2 separate regions of the Sus scrofa genome follow, and region 2 is linked to region 1. A link is a contact called in public Hi-C data. All regions are on one chromosome and are shown on one strand. Each heading gives the region's core, a stretch centred on a gene start, on an enhancer-like site or on the middle of the called end of the contact. The rest is flanking DNA. Distances are from core to core; before and after follow the strand shown. Region 1 overlaps DAD1 (defender against cell death 1). Region 2 overlaps LOC102158035.

The links. Hi-C and Micro-C count contacts between places; a contact is called where the count stands out from the background.
Region 2: a Hi-C map of fibroblasts shows a contact between it and region 1, with 3 times the contacts expected there. The contact joins two enhancer-like sites. A contact is called at or near these places in 1 of 5 promoter capture datasets (liver), 18 of 47 Hi-C or Micro-C datasets (adipocytes, alveolar macrophages, brain and 12 more) and 1 of 2 datasets of contacts at active chromatin or transcription factors (skeletal muscle).

What each region holds. Positions count from the first base shown.
Region 1 is chr7:76,457,279-76,462,571 of Sscrofa11.1, forward strand. It overlaps DAD1 (defender against cell death 1), which reads left to right. Exons shown (of 3, transcript NM_213944.1): 3 at 1-125. Among named protein-coding and RNA genes, the nearest start is that of DAD1, 28 kb to the left of the region's middle. Within about 2 kb of position 2,858, at least 17 of the 83 cell types and tissues checked have an H3K27ac peak or open chromatin away from gene starts, as enhancers often do. A contact at or near this core is called in retroperitoneal adipose tissue, where this site is marked.
Region 2 is chr7:76,690,942-76,696,234 of Sscrofa11.1, forward strand. The region is part of intron 2 of LOC102158035; the gene reads right to left. It also overlaps the pseudogene LOC100626750. Among named protein-coding and RNA genes, the nearest start is that of DAD1, 260 kb to the left of the region's middle. Within about 2 kb of position 2,355, at least 22 of the 83 cell types and tissues checked have an H3K27ac peak or open chromatin away from gene starts, as enhancers often do. A contact at or near this core is called in retroperitoneal adipose tissue, where this site is marked.

The DNA.
Region 1 (5,293 bases), core at 1,608-4,107:
AGTCCCGCGGCTTCTGACTCAGAATAACTTTGTAACTTCGTACTGGTCATTTATTAATACAGTCTTTGCCTGCCATTAAATGTAACCTTTTTGCCTTCCAGATTAAAGAATTCCATGCCACTCCTACCCCTGCCTCTGGCTCTGTTTTTTGTTTTTATTCTTTTTTGGGGTTAAAACCCTTTTTTTCCTTCAATCCTCTGGGCAGAGCTCTTTAGGAGTTGATAACTTGCAACTTTGAATCTACCTCCACGTTTTCAATAAGTGTATTTGCGGTTAATGACAAAGGCAGTGCTGACATCCCTGGGAAACGACAGCCCTTTGTCTTTTCCCTGGAGCTGGTAATCCTTTACTAATCCTTCAATCGTTGCAGGTGGTTCCGCTCTTGTGACACAATGCATTCCTGGAACTGCATCATTAAGCACTTTGTTAGAAATTTAACTCAGTGTGTGCTTCCCCATTTATATCTGTTTCAACATGATTTAGTGGTGAAAGTGAAATATGTATCTCTTAGACTGCATAGGAAGAGTGCAGAAAGTGGGGCTTGTGTGCATGCCTTCTTACAGGATACACTGCTGTCCAAACCAACTTCACAAGTGTTCTCTCATTTTGCTCTTACTGTTACCTTGGGGGCTCCGCTTCTCATTAGATAGGTGAAGAAGAGGAAGCTCCTCTTTGTAACTTGTTTAAGATCAGAGTCCATGATGTGCTTGGGTGGAACAATAGGTCTGCTGGCTGAAGTCTAGGCCTGGTTGATATGTGTCATGGTAGCACCCCTCCTTCTATCTTGGGTGCTATATATCAAAAATATGCTGTGTTGAGAAGTCCACTCTTTGAACTGAGCTGACTGCTGAGATGGTGAGTTGTGCTCTAGAGCTTTCCCAACTTGGCTGCACTTTAGAATTGCTTGGGGGTTTTAAAAATGAAACCTCAGTGCCCAGGGCACACCACAGATCAGTTGGGGGTAGCGTCTGTACCTTATAAAGGAGATTCTCATGTGCAGCCAAATCAGAGAAGCACTGCTCTGGATTCTTGCTCCTTAAATTACAGCCCATTGACCAGCAGTATTGACCACACTGGGAGCTTATTTGAAAAGGAGTCTCTCGAGCCCCACCCTAGGCCCTACTGAAGCAGAATCTTCAACACCGTCTACATGTGATTCCTGTGCATATTATAGTTTTAGAAGCACCCATCCAGAATGATGGTTCTCAGATTTTGGTGTATGTCACAACTACCTGGGAACTTAGTAAAAATGAGCTTGGCTTTCTGTGTTCATTAGCTCTCTGTGTAACTCTGATACACGCTGAAGTTTGAGACTCACTCTAGATCAGGAGTTGGCAAGCTTTTTCTTTTTTTTCTTTTTTCTTTTTTCTTTTTTTTTGCTTTTGAGGGCCGCACCTGCGGCATATGGAGGTTCCCAGGCTAGGGGTCTAATCCGAGCTGCAGCTGCTGGCCTACACCACAGTTACAGCAAGGCCAGATCCGAGCCACGTCTGCGACCTATACCACAACTCATGGCAATGCCGGATCCTTAACCCACTGAGTGAGTCCAGGGACTGAACCCGTGACCTCATGGTTCCTAGTCAGATTTGTTTCCCCTGTGCCATGATGGGAACTCCGGCAAGCTTTTTCTTAAATGAATGGCCTGGCAGTGTGGTCCAATAAAATTTTGTTTATAAAAATCACTGTCCTTGGACCATGGCTTGCCATTCCAAGGGATACTAGTTCACTAAAATTATGACTTAATTTAATATGCCTTAAAATTTTTATGTACAGATGTACTTCCTGATAAGGAGGCTTCTGAATTATTTTAGTCTGGATTGGTAAATAGGTATTTTAAATAAGAAAAGCATCTGAACTTTATTTTTTATTATTTATTTACTTATTTATTGTCTTTTGTCTTTTTTTTTTTTTTTTAGGGCCACACCTGCAGCATATGGAAGTTCCCAGGCTAGGGGTCAAATTGGAGCTGTAGCTGCCAGCCTACACCACAGCCACAGCAATGTGGGATCCTTAACCCACTGAACGATGGTAGGGATCGCACACATGTGCTCATGGTTGCTAATCAGGTTCATTAACTACTGAGCCATGGTGGGAACTTAGCACCTGAACTTTAAGATAAATTAGTTGAAAACTGGGAATAATAGTAATTTTATCAAGGAAGACATTACAGTTTTCAGAGGGTTGTTGTTTTTTTTTTGGCTGTGCTTGGTGCATGTGGAAATTCCTGAGCCAGGAATGGAACCCACACCACAGCAGTAACAACACCAGATCCTGAGCCATAGCAGTGACATCATTGGCTCCTTAACCCACTGAGCTACTATGGAACTCCTTCAGAGCTTTTAGTACACAGATTTTGTTTAATGTCTGCCAATGATCTTGAGATACATGAGGCAGATACTAAGCTCCCACTTATTGGGTTATTAGGTGATTTGTCCAAACCAGTGACCATCATTGGAAAACATTCATCTCTGGTATGTCTTCTCATCATTTGCTATAGGCAGTTTTTGGTATCTTCAGTTTAGATTTAGTTGAAAACTCATTACAACTCGTTTTTAGGCTTCTGTTCACTTGCTCAGTGGTTCTCTGTATGCAGAAGAGTTAGCTGCAAAACCATTCGAATTTGAAAAAATGCTTTACTCCACAGCCTGCTAATTGAGTTTCTGATTCTTAGGTCTTTTTTTTTTTTTTTTAGCTGAAATTAGTTAAACTCATGGTAGATGAGGGGGTACTGAACCAGGATGGGTAATCTTTTCATGTGACGCCTCTGATGGTCTCTGGATCTCTCCTTCTACCAGCTGGGGTGTGATGGTGCCTCCATGGGCCTTACACGTGGGTGCCTAGTGCTGCATGCTGAAAGAGTGGATTATGAGTACCATGGCACAGAGTAAGCTAAATCCTAGCCTAACTGTTGCCTCTAGCTCAGTGCCTTTATGGGGTGAGTTTATTTTTATTTTCTGTGCTCTTTTGTGGGGCCGGAAGCCATTTGCCACAAGCACTGTACATGGTCTGTTCCCTGCCATTCTTTGCAGTGACGGAAGCTCGGCCCTCAGCACCTCCTGCCCACACATTTCCTGCGCCCTATCGCATGGAAAGCATCTCTTGTGTTTTCTTCTTTTAGCAGCCAATACCTTTGGCCTCTTTGATCATATCCTTTTCATCTTAGGCTTCAAAACATTTTTGTTATGATAATTGAAAATGCTTGAGGAGGTCAGAGAGGCCTGCTCTCTGGTTTTAGAGGCTCAGCAAACCAGCGCTGGTGGTTGCCAGGGGCTGGGGAGCTTGCCTACGAACTCGGTGTGACCCTGTCCTCACATCTGGACTGGCAGCTCTGAACATTTAAAATTTGAGTGCTATGTAACTTTCTGATGATATTTAATTTAAAAAAATTGAATACAAAAAATAGATTTTTCCTGCATGAGAAAACACAGAACAGGATCTCAAATGAGGGAGTAAGAAAAAAGAAGGAGGACTTTGGAGGAGCTAAAAAAAAAGTATTTTATTTGCTTAGGTTGAATTAATAAGTGGGCTCAAGCTTATGCAAAACTTGTCAGTGGGATGAAAAAAAAGGTGTATTTTCGAAAAAGTACTTTGCCGGACCTGAAGGTGTGTTTATTCAAGGACCTGCTCTGCCACTTAACTGTTGACCTGTGGGCCTCTGGTCTCTAAAAGTTAGCCAATAGTTAGGCACCCAGGCACTGAGCTACGGAGGGCTCGATGTTAAGGAAGAGAAGACACAGGCCTGTGGTCCAGGAGTGAGGAGCTACTGCTGAGTGTCTACCCTGTGTCTGACTTGGTATCATGGGTCCTGTCATTTGCCCTGTCTTCACGTCTCCTGTCACCCCAGGAGGAGGGAGGTCATGGTCTCCTTTTCTAGATGAGGAAATGGAAACTCAGACCGCAGGTGTTAGGGTTCGAGTCTTATTTCTGTCTGATTCCAAAGCATTTGGGTTAGGCTTTGAATGAGAAAAATGGTAGAATAAACATGGGGATAATAATACTTCACACTGTTGTCCCAACAAAATGGACGTGAAAGTACCTTGTTAATGGAACTGCTCTACAAATATACTGGTACCCTCAGAGCTGTTGCCAGAAACTCGGAGAACTGTCTACATGTATTGCTTTTCTCCCTCAGCTGCATGGCCAGTTTTCTTGGCTCTCAGCTAAAGGACTGTGGTGAGCACTATCAGGTCTTCCTTTTTCCCCAGAGAGAGAGAGATCCTGAGGGATCCTGAGACACCCTGGGGTCTGCTATTCAGACCTGCTCTGCCTTTTTTTTTTTTTTTTTTTTTTTTTTTTACGTTTTACTGAAGTACAGTTTTTTATTTTATTTATTTATTTATTGTCTTTTTAGGGCCTCACCCGTGGCAAGTGGAAGTTCCCAGGCTAGGGGTCAAATCAGAGCTGTAGCTGTAGGCCTATGCCACAGCCACAGCAATGTGGGATCCGAGCCATGTCTGCAACCTACACCACAGCTCATGGCAATGCCAGATCCTTAACCCACTGAGTGAGGCCAGGGATCAAACTTGCGTCCTCATGATTGCTAGTCAGATTCGTTTTCCACAGAGCCACAACAGCAACTCTCTGTGGCTGATTTATAATGTTGTGTTAATTTCTACTGTATGGCAAAGTGAGTCAGTTATACATATACACACATCCATTCTTTTCCAGATTGCTTTCCCCATATTGATTATCAGAATATTAGGCAGAGTTCCCTGTGCTACGCAGCAATTCTAATCATTCCATGTGTCACAGCGTGCATGTGCCAGTCCCAAGCCCCCAGGCCATCCCACCCACCACCTGTCCCCTTTGGTAGCCATAAATCTGTCTTAAAATCTTTGAATCTTTCTGTTCTGCAAATAAGTTCATTGGTGTCTTTTTTTTTTTTTTTTTTAAGATTTCACATATAAGTGATCTGATGTTTGCCTTTGACTAACTTCACTTAGTATGATAATCTCTAGGTCTATCTGTGTTACTCTGTCTTTAAATTCCAGGAATGAACAACTTTGTTTTTTAACGTTTTATTGTTGAAAATTTCACACACACACATGCATGTCAGTAGAGAAACGGGCGGATACTCAATATTCAGCTTCAACAATTATCAACGTTTTACCCCAATCTAGTTACATGGTATTAATAAGAGACATCTGGTGGGGAAGTGTCTTCCTACTGCTGCATTGTTGAGCTTAAAGTTTGAGTGCCTACTCTCCCAGGTCCTAGAGGAGCAGAGGTGATCAGACAAAGTCACCTCCCTTTCTGAGCCTTTTGTTTTAGTTGGGAAGAGAGCCAAATGAGC
Region 2 (5,293 bases), core at 1,105-3,604, 230 kb after region 1:
GATCGAATTCTTCCATAGCTGGAGACAGAAAGAAAGAGGGAGAGAGAGGAAGAGAGACAGATGAAAGGGAGCTGTGTTATCCTGGAAGTCCTAGTGTAATTACTCCCCTGAATTTCTCCTGGAGCTTCAGGATGCTGCCAGATGTGCCCAGGTCCTCTGTGCCCCGCCCCACAGAGCCAGCATCCAGAGCCCACCTCCACCCCCCTGCGGCTGCTCCTCACGTCTGGGAACACATCAAAGGAGGTTTGATATTCATAAGTGCTATGAGTCATTTTCACAGGGAGCTACAGGGAGCCGCCTGTACCACTGCAAGCTGTATTCAGCCCTTTGTCAGAGCAGCTGAGCCGAACCAATCCCCCATTATGGGAGAGAGGAGATTCCTCCTGGGAGACCTGGATTTGCCCTCAGACCCCTGTGCAGAATAAAATGGGTCTTTTTTTATTGAGAAATAGTTTTTAAAACATCCTCCGGTCTTGGCTCAGCATCTCCACCGCCCACGGGGACGACTCTGCGTGGTCCTTCCACAGAGTGTGACCACCTCCAGGCTCCCACTGTTAGTGTCAATAACATCTGAAACCTCCCTGTTTCCCTCGCTCTGGGGACAAAGGACATCCACAAGCCTCCAACCGCAACCACATTTCTTATCAACGGGTGGAGGAAATTCTGCTCACTCCTGTTGAGTTTGGCTCTTGTTGGACAAAGCATCGTGTGTGACACTTTGAGGCCTGGCAGAGACGCGCAAAATTAAAGCCACAGGATCGCGGGGCTGGAAGGGACCCTAGTCATGCTCCATTGCTAGCCCCTCAAATTACAGATGAGACAATTGAGGCTCAGAGGGGTTAAGCACCTTGTCTAAGGTCACACAGACAAGTGAGGATTTCTAGTACACAGAATCGTTTTCTTTTCTCTTTGTCTTTTTTAGGGCTGTACCTGTGGCACAAGGAAGTTCCCAGGCTAGGGATCAAATCAGAGCTGTAACTGCCAGCCTACACCACAGCCACAGCAAGGAGGGATCTGAGCTGCATCTGCAACCTACATCAGAGCTCATGGCAGTGCCGGATCCTTAAGCCACTGAGCGAGGCCAGGGATCGAAACCTTATCCTCACAGTCACTGTGTTGGTTCTTAACCTGCTGAGCCACAACAGGAACTCCAGAATCATTTTCTAAGAGAGAGGGGGGAACAGTGGCAGCGTAACTCTTGTTATTACTTGCCCACTGGAGTCTGCTTCAGAGATGCAAACCTATAGGAAAGGGAGGGAGACCAGGAGACCTGAAGCTATATCTCAGCTTTGCACCTCAGTTTCTCTGTATGAAAAATGGCTGTGTTACTTACCCTCATTTCAGGGCTGTTGTGTGGCTTCCTGAGTGACTCTGGGAAGTCCTGGGAGCTTGGACCACTCTCTTTCTGGGCCCAGGAGTGGGGCTACTTGCCGAGGCTGACTAACCTGTGCCCTGTTCCTCAGTCGCCACTGAGGCCTTGAGGAGCCACTGGCATTGGGAGGGTGGGAGAATTAGTGAGGAACGATCAGGCTGGGAGGCAGGGCCGTAGGGTGTGGGGGGTGGGAAAATGAGTGGGATATAGTAGCAAAATATAGTAATACCTGCCTGCTCCCAGCCCTGGTAATAGTTTCACAAGAGAATATGTGAGATGTCCCCTCCAGATGCCCAGATTCCCTACCTTTGCTTGGGGAGCGTGGGAAAAGTGTGCCCTTATCCATGTGAATTTAAATGCATTTTCATTACACTATATGTCTTCAGTTCTGCCAGAAAAGCCAGCATGTCTTGCTCTTTAAAATGTCTAGAGCTCCTGTTCCCATTTGGGGTTTGTGGTTGGAAGGTCGGCCTCCTGAGCTGTCTGGTGGTAATCGGGTTCTGAATAAATGAGCCCTTAGGGATTGCCAGGGAGACCAGAGAGCAGCCCACGCCCTGCCGGGACTGAGTCTGGCAGCAGAAGCCACACCGTGTGCCTTGCCAAGGTGGTTCCCGCTGGGCTGGGCTGCTCGCGCTTCCTGGCAATCCAGGCGGCATCCTGGCTTGGCGATGCCGCGAGCCCAGAGGCCCAGGTCCGTGCATCAGTGTTCGCAACAGCTTTCTCCTGTTATTACCTTGTCAACAGCAGTATTGGAGACACAAAGGACAGCTCTGCATGATGATGCAGTGAATGACTGGTTAGGTGCCTCCTGTTTAATAACCAGAGAAATATTGCTGTGCGGCATCTCTCCATATGTTGTAGCATCTGTGTCTGGCATGTAAGGGACTCATTTTCTTCGCATATCTCATTAAAGATGTAAGCAAAATGGAGGGGCTGCGAGCAGCACTCTCCCCGCACTGCCTGCAACTCCCTTTTCTTACCCTCTGCTGCCATCTAGTGGCCACTTGCCTCCTCTGCATTGTCATTTTCATAGTGGGGCTGAAGTCTTGCCCCCTGGAAACTAGAGGAGAACAGTTACACAAACCACACAATTATGGATCTTGTGAGAGTCCTTGTTGCAACAGAAAGTCAGCCTGAACCACCCTGGGACTGCCTCCTAGAGCCTGAGAGGGCCCTTTCTCCTTTGGAGAGATAATGGTCCATCAGTGTTCTTATAAACCTATCCAAGTTCCAGACTCTAAATCATGAAGACCTGGCAGGCTGGATAAATCTTGCCAAAAGCCAAGGTGAATCTTGTGACCTGGGGGCAGACAGAGTCCTGCACCTCAAGATAAAATTTCCCCTACAATCTTGAAGAATCCCCAGAGGTTGGGATGGAGAAGGCACAGAGCAGAAGGGGGAGTCCATGGGTCTTTTCAGCCTCTTGCCCACCCATCTCCACAAAATATCCTTGCAAGTGGAAGCTTGCTCCAGCCTGGGTCCCACAGCCTTAACTCAGGACCCACAAGCCCGGTTTGACATTTGCTTCGTTGCTAGTGATGGCATCAGAGGGTGTTTTCAGCCACTATTCATCAGTCTGGGACCTGGGGAATGCATGCCGGGATGTGTGCAAAGCTGTGAAATGCTCCCCACGGTGGAAGACACAGTGTAAAGTGAACCACCTCACTATGGTGACAATGCAGGAGGGCCACGAGTGAAGAGCAGACAGAGTGCAGCAGCTGCAGGGCAGGGTTTAGGCTGGGGCTGCAGGTGCCTGTGCATCACTGTGGGCCCTGACGCAAGAGGGAGGAAGGCCACCCTGCTTCTGGGCTGGGGACTGAAACACAGGGTGATTTTGTCACCCAACCCAGCAGCTAACATCTTTCTCTTGAAGCCTTGGCATGCATTCCTTAATCTCATTAACTGAGTCATTGTACATGTACTCAGCTCTAGAATATGCAGTGAAGTAGACACAAAAAGCTGCATCTGACAGTCTAAACCTTTGAGGGTCTTATCATCGAGAAGAAGTTAAGGATGAAGCATGAAGGTCAAGGCAGCGTGCATTAATTCTCCATGAGAGAAACGGCTTAACACAGAAGGCAGGGATTCTGGGAAAAGGGGAATCCTCCCCAACAGCTGGGGAGCATATTATGGAAGGAAATGCTTCAAGTTGTCCAAGGAATTCCAACTGATGGTGAAATGCCCTCTGAGATGTGTGGCCTCTCTGGTCCCCAGGGCCTAAGGACTTGGATTTGGCTGTGGGTCATGCTCCCCGGGTCAGGAGACAAAATAAGACTAAGATGTGTCTTCCAGGGCCCATTGATGTATCTGTAATAGATTCCTTTCCCTTCTTAGTATTACTGTTCATTCATTGATTAACCTGTCATTCATTTATTCATTCAGGAAATGTATACTGTTCTAGCACTGGTGCTCAGGGGATAAACCCACAAAATGTCTTAAGTTTTCACAGCAGCTTGACACTGAACCTGAGCTTCATAGAATTAGAATCACTGTCATTTTTGTCTCCATCTTCAGACCCTCCACTTTTTAAGTACCTGGTGTTTTGTTTTGTTTTGTTTTTTAGGGCTGCAGGTGCGGCATATGGGAGTTCCCAGGCTAGGGGTTGAATTGGAGCTGCAATCGCTGGCTTATGCCACAACCACAGCAATGTGGGATCTGAACTGCATCTGTGACCTCCCCTGCAGCTTGTGCCTATGCCAGATCCTTAACTCGCTGAGCGAGGCCAAGGATTGAACCTGCGTCCTCATAGATACTAGTCAGGTTCTTAACCCACTGAGCCACAATGGGAACTTTGGTACCTGTTGATTCTTTATTGCTTTATCTGTCCACATGGTCCTCACGCCTTTCCCTGCTCCGCCCAAGAATGCTTCAAACAGAGGCAGCCCCAAATGTCCTGCTGCGTCTTCTGGGGGTGACTTCTGGTTGGCAGGGATGGTCGGAGAAGACACTTTATTGGTCATGTGGAAATAGAAATGGAAAAACAAAGACAAGACCCTTTGATTTAGTCTTGATTAACAATAACATAGACTTTGAGTTTGCAACAGTGTTTGATATGCCTTGTGAGGAAGAAATCCTATTATGTCAAATTTTCAAAAGCCTGTGCCGTTAAGATAAAAATATTTACATTTCATGACCGCGGAGCTCAGTGAAAAGGGGCTGTCAAGAGACCAGACAGCTGGGGGATGGTTTTGTGTGATTTAAATGTATACAGTTTTGGCGTCTTCTTATGTTGACTGACAAGGAACAAGCAGCTTCAATATCAACTCCCCAGGAATATAACTTTTAATGGCAAAGCATTTGATCACAGAGAACTCCAAAAAATATTGTATTGCTCATTTAATCCTCAGAATATTTGTGTCAGAAATAGAATGTGTTTAGTTGAGTTTTAAGTAAACTCACAAAGCTTTGATTACTAACTCATCGCTTTCTCTTTCTTTCTCTTGGTCTTGTCTTTTCGCTTTTCCTCAGCAAACCACGGGAAATAAAGTGTTGAAGGAGACACCACCTGAGCCTTGTTTCTTTGCCAGTTCTGTGGATTGGAGTTTTATATTCTGGAAACAGAGGCTGCTAGGAAACAGGAGGTACCAGATAACAGCTGTGTTTCCATAGGTGCTGGGACCCTGGCTACATACACCGTTTACAAAAACAGCCCTCCAAACTCCATCAGATTCTGGTCTGGGATCCAACGTGGAGCTACACATCAGAGTCTCTGTACCTTGGTTTCTTCTTTTCATTTCTGAAAATGTCACAAACGGGAAAATGTGGCTGAGTTTTATGGGATTGTGAAGTGTGTCACCCCAATCTGACATAGATTTGTGGGAACCACAGCCCATGAGGTTTGTCCCATCATGTCTTCTCTGGGATTCGATGAGTTGAACCCCTAAGCTTGCAGACCAGCAAGTAGGGAAGGGAACTTCATTG